Linked DNA regions of Gossypium hirsutum: region 1 is linked to region 2. A link is a contact called in public Hi-C data. All regions are on one chromosome and are shown on one strand. The core of a region is the stretch at or near the end of the contact, and the rest is flanking DNA. Distances in the headings are between cores, read along the strand shown. Region 1 has its middle 14 kb from the start of LOC107951064. Region 2 has its middle 15 kb from the start of LOC107951063.

The links. Hi-C and Micro-C count contacts between places; a contact is called where the count stands out from the background.
Region 1: a contact with region 2 is called in a Hi-C map of leaf, with 5 times the contacts expected there. The contact joins two enhancer-like sites. A contact is called at or near these places in 11 of 34 Hi-C or Micro-C datasets (callus, hypocotyl, leaf and 1 more).

What each region holds. Positions count from the first base shown.
Region 1 is chrA06:20,228,362-20,233,070 of Gossypium_hirsutum_v2.1, forward strand. It overlaps the pseudogene LOC107951066 and the pseudogene LOC107951065. Among protein-coding and RNA genes, the nearest start is that of LOC107951064, 14 kb to the left of the region's middle. Within about 2 kb of position 1,295, at least 7 of the 9 cell types and tissues checked have an H3K27ac peak or open chromatin away from gene starts, as enhancers often do. A contact at or near this core is called in leaf, where this site is marked.
Region 2 is chrA06:20,173,213-20,177,764 of Gossypium_hirsutum_v2.1, forward strand. No RefSeq gene overlaps it. Among protein-coding and RNA genes, the nearest start is that of LOC107951063, 15 kb to the right of the region's middle. Within about 2 kb of position 1,774, at least 1 of the 9 cell types and tissues checked has an H3K27ac peak or open chromatin away from gene starts, as enhancers often do. A contact at or near this core is called in leaf, where this site is marked.

The DNA of each region.
Region 1 (4,709 bases), core at 45-2,544, 55 kb after region 2:
TACTTAATTATTAAAATAACATATTTTAACATATTTCTATAACATAGGTATAATTATTACTTTGACCCTTTAATTTATTTTTAATCTATAATTTAACTTTCACGCTATATACAATTTAATCCTTATATTTAATTACTTTTAATTTAAATAAATTCACTTAACTGAACTTTAAAAATATTTATTAAATATTTATGACTTCAATTTACGGGAAAAAAATTCTAAAAATGCACTTATCGAGATCACTGACTACCAGTCGTTACAGTGTTAATTAGGTATAATCGTGATTTTAACAGAATTGATGAAGTGCAAAATTGTTGTTTCACCCGGCCTTTTTTTGTCAAGGTTCAAACTAGTGGGAACACTCACAATTGTAACTGAGCATTGAATTCAGGATGGTACACACCGTTTTGAGTTTTGACTCATTCTTCTTTTGCAAGAGAGAAAGAAAAACACAAGTAATTCTACAACTATTTGTCGCCAGAGTTTTTTCAAAGCAACAACAGGTCGGCAACAGTGATTGCCGGCGGAAACATATTTGCATCAAGAGTCGCCACTGTTTAAATCAGCACATGAAACCCATGCCATAAATAGCAGCCACCGACTCCTCCGTCCATATATCTCCAATCAAAACCCCCCACGCAGTTCATCAAATCAAAACAAAGGATTAAATTTTCAGCTATAAAATACTCCCGCAACCCCCGCCCTATACCGTCCAATTTTATGCCACATGCTTATATTCTCTCACCCTAAATTTCTTTATATAATTAAGTAAATTATTCTAGTAACTGTTGGTTTTCCTTACTTTTTCAACTGGAGTGTGTACTGCGGATAAGTTTTTTCATCATCAGATCAAGTTCGTAGGAAGGTAACAATGGCGGAAACTCTATCTCAAGGGACCCCAACGCTCTTCTCTCCTTACAAGATGGGCAAGTTCAACCTTTCTCACAGATCTGTGTTTCAGTTTGTCTGTTTTTTTTTTTTTTTGCATCAGATTCCTTGATTTCGGAGGGGCTTAGATCCTTGTCTTGAGGGAACTTTGGTTGTCAGACATGTTCTACCAAAGATTTCCGGGGGTCTATTGAGTTTGGTTTGTATGTGATGGCAGGGGGGTGCTGGTGCCGATGACTAGATGCAGGGCGTTGAATGGAATCCCAAGGCCGGCGCTCGCTGAATATTACATGCAGAGGTCGACTCCAGGCGGCTTTCTCATCACCGAAGGGACACTGGTGTCCGACACTGCAGCTGGGTAATTTCGTAATTTAACCAAATCCTGATACGACTATTCCACCAATAAATTATACCACTTTCTAGTCTTTTCCATCAAACAGATAGGATTTGCCCAATGTTGTGTCGTTTTGCATATTGGAAGAGTTTTTATTTTTAAATTAAATTAAATTGAATATGAGATAATAGGGTTGGGAGATGCAATGCTTCACTTCAAATATAATCATTTTGTATATGATATAATGGTACCCTTGTTAGTCTTTTTATCCCTTCCCTGTTACAAAATGATTGTTCCAATAATATCAGATTTTCATAATATTGAGCTATCCAGATTCCTGGCATATCCTAAATTGCCTAATGGTGCAATGTTGAAGCAGGTTCCCACATGTTCCTGGGATCTACAATGACCAACAGGTGGAGGGATGGAAGAAGATTGTGGATGCTGTTCATGCAAAAGGAAGCATCATTTTTTGCCAACTCTGGCACGTTGGCCGTGCTTCACATTCTGGTAACTTCCATCACCCTATGCATTTCCCCTTTTTTTCACCATTTATTGAAATATTTTATTTGCTTATTTTGACTAATGAAATAGTGTATCAACCTGGTGGGGCGGCACCCATATCGTCAACAAGCAAGCCTCTCTCCAACAGGTGGAGAATTTTGATGCTAGATGGGAGCTATGGCATATATCCTAAACCTAGAGCTCTACAAATCTCGGAAATACCAGAGGTTTGTCCAACACTACCGCACGGCAGCTTTGAATGCCATTCGAGCCGGTTTTGATGGAATCGAGATTCATGGAGCGCATGGATATCTCATCGACCAATTTTTAAAAGACGGGATCAATGATCGCAGAGATGAGTACGGTGGATCACTGGCAAACCGATGTAAATTCTTAATGCAAATCGTTGGATCCGTAGCCGAAGCTGTACGTGCAGATAGAATCGCAGTCCGAATTTCACCCGCAATCGATCACCTCGACGCCACTGACACTAATCCGCTCAACCTAGGCTTAGCCGTGATCGAGAGGCTTAATGAGCTTCAGCTGAAATTGGGGTCGAAACTCGCTTACCTTCATGTGACTCAGCCTCGTTATCATGCCTATGGGCAAACCGAATCAGGCAGGCACGGTAGTGAAGATGAGGAAGCTCATTTAATGAGGACTTTGAAAAGGAGTTACGAGGGAACTTTCATGTGCAGTGGTGGATTCACAAGGGAGCTCGGAATGCAAGCAGTAGCTGAGGGTGATGCCGATCTGGTATCGTATGGCCGTCTTTTTATATCGAATCCAGACCTGGTTTTAGGTTGAGGATCAATGCGCCATTAAATCGATACATTAGGAAGACATTTTATACGCAAGACCCTGTTGTGGGGTACACGGACTATCCCTTCCTGGTAGTACAATCACGACTTTGATGTGCAATGGCTGTGCTGTTGAATATATGTTAAAATTATGTGTGAAATAGGAGAGTCTAATTTGATATCAAACCTGTGTCTTGGTTTTTGTACACAATTCTGGGACTACCCTAAGCTCACCTGCTCAGATGTAACGAAACAAAATTATTATAAAATCCATGGAATGTAGTGGAAGAAATAGTAAGTAGTCCGAGCTGGGACTTAGCTGTAGATTGGTTTGTTGCAGAAAGAGTCAAGAGCAAAGATAGCAAAAACACAAATCCAAAATGATTGCTGCATCCAATCCTATCGTTACCCCAGTTATGGCTTCTCTTTCGAATTTCTTCCTTCTTTTAAACAAATACCCACAGATTTCTTTTCTTTTTTTAACAATAATAATGAGAGAATATAGTAAGTAAGAACTACGACTTTGGGTCAAGGGTAGAAGATCATTTGAATAATATATAATAAATTTGTTTGGACCATTAATCAATTTTGTATTTTATTATCGCAGGCTTAAGACATTGAACTGGTCCAATCAAAATCCCAATTCAGCCCCAAAGGTTGAAATACAAATCCAAAATCCAGCTACAACGACCCCACCCTCATTCATTTCTTTCATATTTTCCCAACTAAATTCCATCATTTTTTGCTAAATTTAATCATATATTTTCTTCTACCCTCATCCATAAAATTCAATTATAATAATATAAATATGTGCAAAAAGTTGTTTAACTGTACATCCCACTGTCATTATATGTTTAAAAAATGAAAACAATCTAATTAATTAATGAAAAAAATTCATATTTTCAAACTCTATTGTGGGAGGGACTTTGTATAGAATTAGACCAAAAAGAAGGTTGAAATAAGTGGAATAGAATGCCAGGTCAGCAAAGGCCAAAGGGGGACGGGGACTGTGTCTGCTCTTCCCTCTGGCTATGCTCTGTTCTCTCATATGTTCTGTTCTTTAACTGAGACAGAGTTTCGCTGTCTTTGCCAATTGCCAATCTGTCATTTATCTTCATTCCCTTTTTTTCCTATATATACTAATTTAATAATGTTTTCCTTATTTTAATTACCAAAAACCTTTCTCTTCTCTCCATTTATATATATAACCATATACGGCTTTCTTGTTTTCTTTATCCTCTGTTTCCAGCATTTTTATTATACAAACACAAAGAGGTTTTGGCACCGTTAACAAAACGTCAACGTTTTGTCATTTTCCATGAGTCTCTTCGGCCTCGGTAGCAGGTTCGCACCCATTCAATTACCCAAACCTTGTTTCTGTGTCTTTTTCAATATGGTGGTGATCTCTGTTTTTTTTCTTCTTTTCATTATGTGTTTTTGTGGTGATGATATATATGATTTCATACATGGAGTTTTCGAGAAACAATTATAGAAAAAATCCATTCGAATAGTGATGATATATATGACTTCATGTAATCCATTCAACTTCATGATTGAAGTTGTTTATTGGTTCTACTTTAGATGATTGATACTAAGCAAAGGATTTCGATACTCGGAATCCTTGAAACTTGAAACCCTTTCTCCTCATAAGGATTGGCTGATCCTTTGTTTTTTGCATTATGCAGAAACCAGAAGACATTTAGGCCTAAGAAGAATGCTCCATCAGGAAGCAAGGTTGAAGTGCTGATTCCCTTTCTCTTTTTCTTGTTTTGAGTTTTAGCATTTGTTAAACGTGTGTTTGTGCTTTCAATAATATTACATGAAGTGGATGAGCAGCAATTTTTCTATGAAAATGGAATTGCAGGGTGCTAAGCTTCAAAAGCACATTGATGCAACCTTGGGTAGCGGGAACTTGAGAGAAGCTGTTAGGCTACCACCTGGTGAAGATATCAATGAGTGGCTTGCTGTAAATAGTAAGAATCTGAGTTTAAAAAAACTTCTTTGCTAGAAATTCTTAATGGACTCACTATCATTGGAACTAATTTTTCTCTCCATTTTTATTTTCATGCAGCGGTGGATTTCTTCAATCAGGTGAATATCCTGTATGGTACATTGACTGAGTTCTGCACAGCAAACAACTGCCCAACTATGTCAGCAGGACCAAAGTATGATATTACTTAGTA
Region 2 (4,552 bases), core at 524-3,023:
TATCAGTATTAGCGTATCAAACATTAACTCTAATTTAATATTTTTATTGTGATTAAAATGTATTTTTGAAAAGTTTGATTTTAAAAAATGATATGAAAAAAAGTGAATTTTCTTAATTTAAAGTGTTTAATATTGTTTCCAAATGTTAAAATATCTATTTTAGACATGATGTTGAAAAATAAAAAATAAGATAATTTAAATTATATTAGACTAAATTAATATTATAATTATAAAATATATATTAAATAAATTTAAACCATTAATATAAATTATTTGTAAAATTTAATTTTACTTATAAATTATATACTAAATGCGCATATATAACCATAAATCCTTACAAATTAAAATACATAATATCATATAATTGGAAATTTTTTATAATTGTATATCTAATATCAAAATTTAAAAATTTTGTTAAAAAATAAATATTTCAAAAATACATACATTTAATATTTTCATTTTTGTTGATACAAGTGTCAACAAGGGAGGAGACAAGGAGGAGGAGGTGGTGGTGGTGCAAGGAAGGTCGGTTCACCTAAGCAGACAAAGAGCCAGAGAAAGGAGGTAGGTAAGAAGGAGGCTTGGATGGCAAAGGAGGTTGAATGTTGAGGAGTTCTTAGGCTTGCTAAAAGGATTAAAGGATTGGTCCCCCCCCCCCACCGTTCTATAAGGTATTCATAGGGAAGGAGGTCTTGTGCTCAGCGAGGCCACGCCACCAAAAAATTCAGGGCATGATAATTGTGTGGTTAGCCAAGTGGCAAGGCCATTGCACGTGGATTGTCCTCATGCATGGCATTGTTCTAACATTCTCTTGAATGAGATAGTATGAAGTTGTTAAGTTTAGTTGTCCCTTGGTGGCCCCCTCTAGGGGTGAATGCGTATTTACTAAAAGTGGGTGACCAAGAAGATGGGGTGCCTAGGTGGTTGGTCACTCAGTGACTAGCTAGGTGATAGAGGATTGTCTGAGCACTTAGGTGGAGAATATGCCAAGTGTTATAGGCTGGAAAGTAAGTGTAAGGTCGTCCACATATGTCTCTCAAGTATCCTCTCATGATGTCACATATCGTGTCATATGAGATATAAAAATTTTAAAATGAATTATTAAACTAAAAATCATGTAAATTAAAAAAAAAACAGTCATAAATAAAAAGAGTAGTTTTCTAATTTCACATCAAAATTAACTTAGTCAAAAAGTAAAAAAAGTAATTAAACCCAACATTATTTGGTTTGAGTTAAAAACCCAAATAATTTATATTAAACATTGAAATTTAATTTGGAAAAAAATAGAAAAAAGGAAAAATATTTGTGAAAACATAATAGAAAAATATATAAGCACAAACAAATAACAACAACATAAACATAAAATAAACATTAAGATTATGATTTGTAAATCCTAATTGAATATTAAGGTTATCTTTATATTATATCATCTCAATTTTAAAAAATGAAAATTCTATATCTTTTACATTTCTGAAGTTTATTTCAATGAAGTTAAATGTAAGATAAAAAGATTATATCAGTATTCAAATATTTTATTTTCCGATAAGTAAATGTATGTCTTTGAAACGCTATAATTGGGATGATTTTGGGTTTGATAATTGAGCTAAAATTTAATTTATTTAAAAAATTCGATTCAATTAATTTTTTCAAAAATCCTATTCTAAGCGATTTCAAACAAGCAAAGATGCGGATAAAGTGGTATTGGTTTCCAAGAGTTGTCGCTGTCAGATTGATAGATATTATATCATTAAATATACAGCTTGCAGATCGTCCGGAAATTGTCAGCCCCACATAATAGGGCTCAATGCTATACATTAACCAGCTTTGAGCCCAAGTTCTGGTGAGATGATGATAAAATTGCTGTTGTAATCACTTTATTTCTTCCTCCTATCTTAATTGATGTTATAGATTAAATGAGATTAATTTTATATACATTACAATAGGATTGAAAACATCATAAATAATCATCTCATTTTTCATATATTTATTCTTCTTTTACTATAAATGAGACCAGAAAAGTAAATTCATTCAATAAAAATAAATAAATAAATAAAAACCCTTAACATGCACATTATCACGTTAAACAATCTCAACAACAACCACAAAAATAAAACACTTCCTTATCATTTTTATTTTTTATACAATGTTGAAATGAATTTAATTATAATAATTTATGAAAATTAATTATAATTAATATACTAATAAATAAATTATTAAAGTATATATAATAATCTTCTACTATTTCATTCTTAAGAAAAATATAGATTTTTTTAATTAGACTTAAATTTTATTTAGAAAAAAAGGGATTAAATTAATTAAAATAATTAGAAAAAGGTAAATTGGTCTAAAATTTAAAATAGAATAGATGGTAATGAAATTACACCTTATTTTATGACATCTTGACACTACTTAAGAATATGAGATTACGAGATGGTTATAATGTTAGAATTGAAACAATGTAATCACATTCCAAACTGTAACATTACGAATCATAATGTAAGAATTGACCAACTAAGCAAACCTTTATAAATTTAAATTTTAAATATTTAAAAATAATAATAAAATAAAAATTCATTTAAAAGAAACAACTACTCCCTACTTTTTTCTCATGATAATTATGTACAATTTTTTACTACCCTATCAATAATTATTATATTATTTTTATTTTATCACTAATGCGTTATAGGATTGGTTCAATTAAAATTTTTCATTATTCTTATCTCACATTATATATTTAAAAAATTAAATTCAATAAATAATTAAGTTCATTGGAGCTTAATTTAGTTAGTTTATCTATTGTTATTGCAATAATTAAGAATATGTGAATTTGAGTACACATACTATCATCCATTTTAAGGGTTTTGAAGAGGGATTGTATAAAAAAACAATGATGAAATGGATTGAAGTTGGATGCAACATCTGCATAAATTGAAATTGGCCCATGGCTAAAGTAACAACCAAGTTTGTATTAGGGCTAAGTGCGCGACAAATAAGAGGTATATTTGGGCTAGGTTCAGCACACAAAGGTCCATAATTTACAATACATTTTAATGGACATAAAAAGAAAGTTTGCTCCACTCGATGGGATCCCAAACCTTTTTCCTGTAAGCAATGGAAACTGGTTAATAAATAAAATGGTGATTGAGAGATCTCAGTGAAAGCAAAAACAAGAAAAGAATGGTAAAAGTAGATGCAGCTGAGGGAGTAATATGAAGTGGGATCCAACTGACAAAAATCATCATCGGCCCAGATTGAGATGGTGACTTTTGCATGATTCTTAACAACGTACTTTCATAGTACATTAGCTACTTTCTGAACCCTAAACCCTTCACTCCAATTATGTAAAGATCCTAATGAACAAAAAAGAAAACAAAAATTTATGGAAAGATCCAAAGTGTTTTCCGCACATAAGATTTAAACCATACGGAACTTACCCAATCCTTCTATCTTCTGCACTTGCACATGATGCTTTGCCTGTCAGTCTGCTGAAAAAATATATGAAATAAATTTGGGACTCTGCCTGTCTGATGACATTCATGTTAGGCCATATGATATCTCTGCATCTTCCCTTTAAGAGCTTTGTACCAACACATCTTGTGTTAAACTAATATTGTGTATGGAGTATACACCATCCAAATCTAATTTACTACCACCTTACTTGCTTTTCATACGTTTTAAAGCTTTTATTTGATAACCCCATAGCTGAAAGTTGTGGGTTTAAGCACCTAAATGCAATATGATTTAAGGTTTAGAATTGTGTATTTATTTATGTCCTTATGTTGATTTTAGAATCAATTGATGATGAATTTAGTTGGAAAATTATTAAAATATTTTTTTGTATGTACAAATTAAATTAAATTATTATGGTTTAAAATAAATATATTTAATTATAGTAATATTTGAATTCATGAAACAATATCTTTTAAACATTTAATTTTACTATTCAAATCAAAATTTTATTTAATTTTTTACAAATATATTTATTACATAATTTTTTTATCATCCGATATATAACAAATTAAACAACCACATTTGTGATGCAATAAAGTTTGAGGTTGGTAGACTAGAACATGAATTTTTGAAATTCGAACGGATTTATTTTGATTTATTATTTGTTTAATAAATGTTTTGATTTAAATTTATCATTGATATTATTGCCAGTGCAGGAGAATATGAGTTCGAGTGCATTGAATCGCATTTTCTCTTTTTTTAGGGTTGTGGAAAGACAATAGATAGTTATAGGCATTGTATCAAAAAGAAAAAATATGATAAGAACTTATAATAAGATTAATATTAAGAAAATTACTTATAAATAATTAAATATATATTTTATTTTTAAAAAAAATAATTGTTGGAGATTTTGAGTGTTAGAGAATTGGGTAAAGCTTGGATTGGATGAGGGAGAAAAGAGGTGAGATCAGAGGCGAATTTAGGATAGCTAGTAGGTGTCCCGACCTCTCCTAAAATAAAAAAAAATTATTATTTAAGCTATTTAAAAAATTAAAATTTTAAATTAATAAAAATAAAATTATACTTTAACTCTTAAAATTAT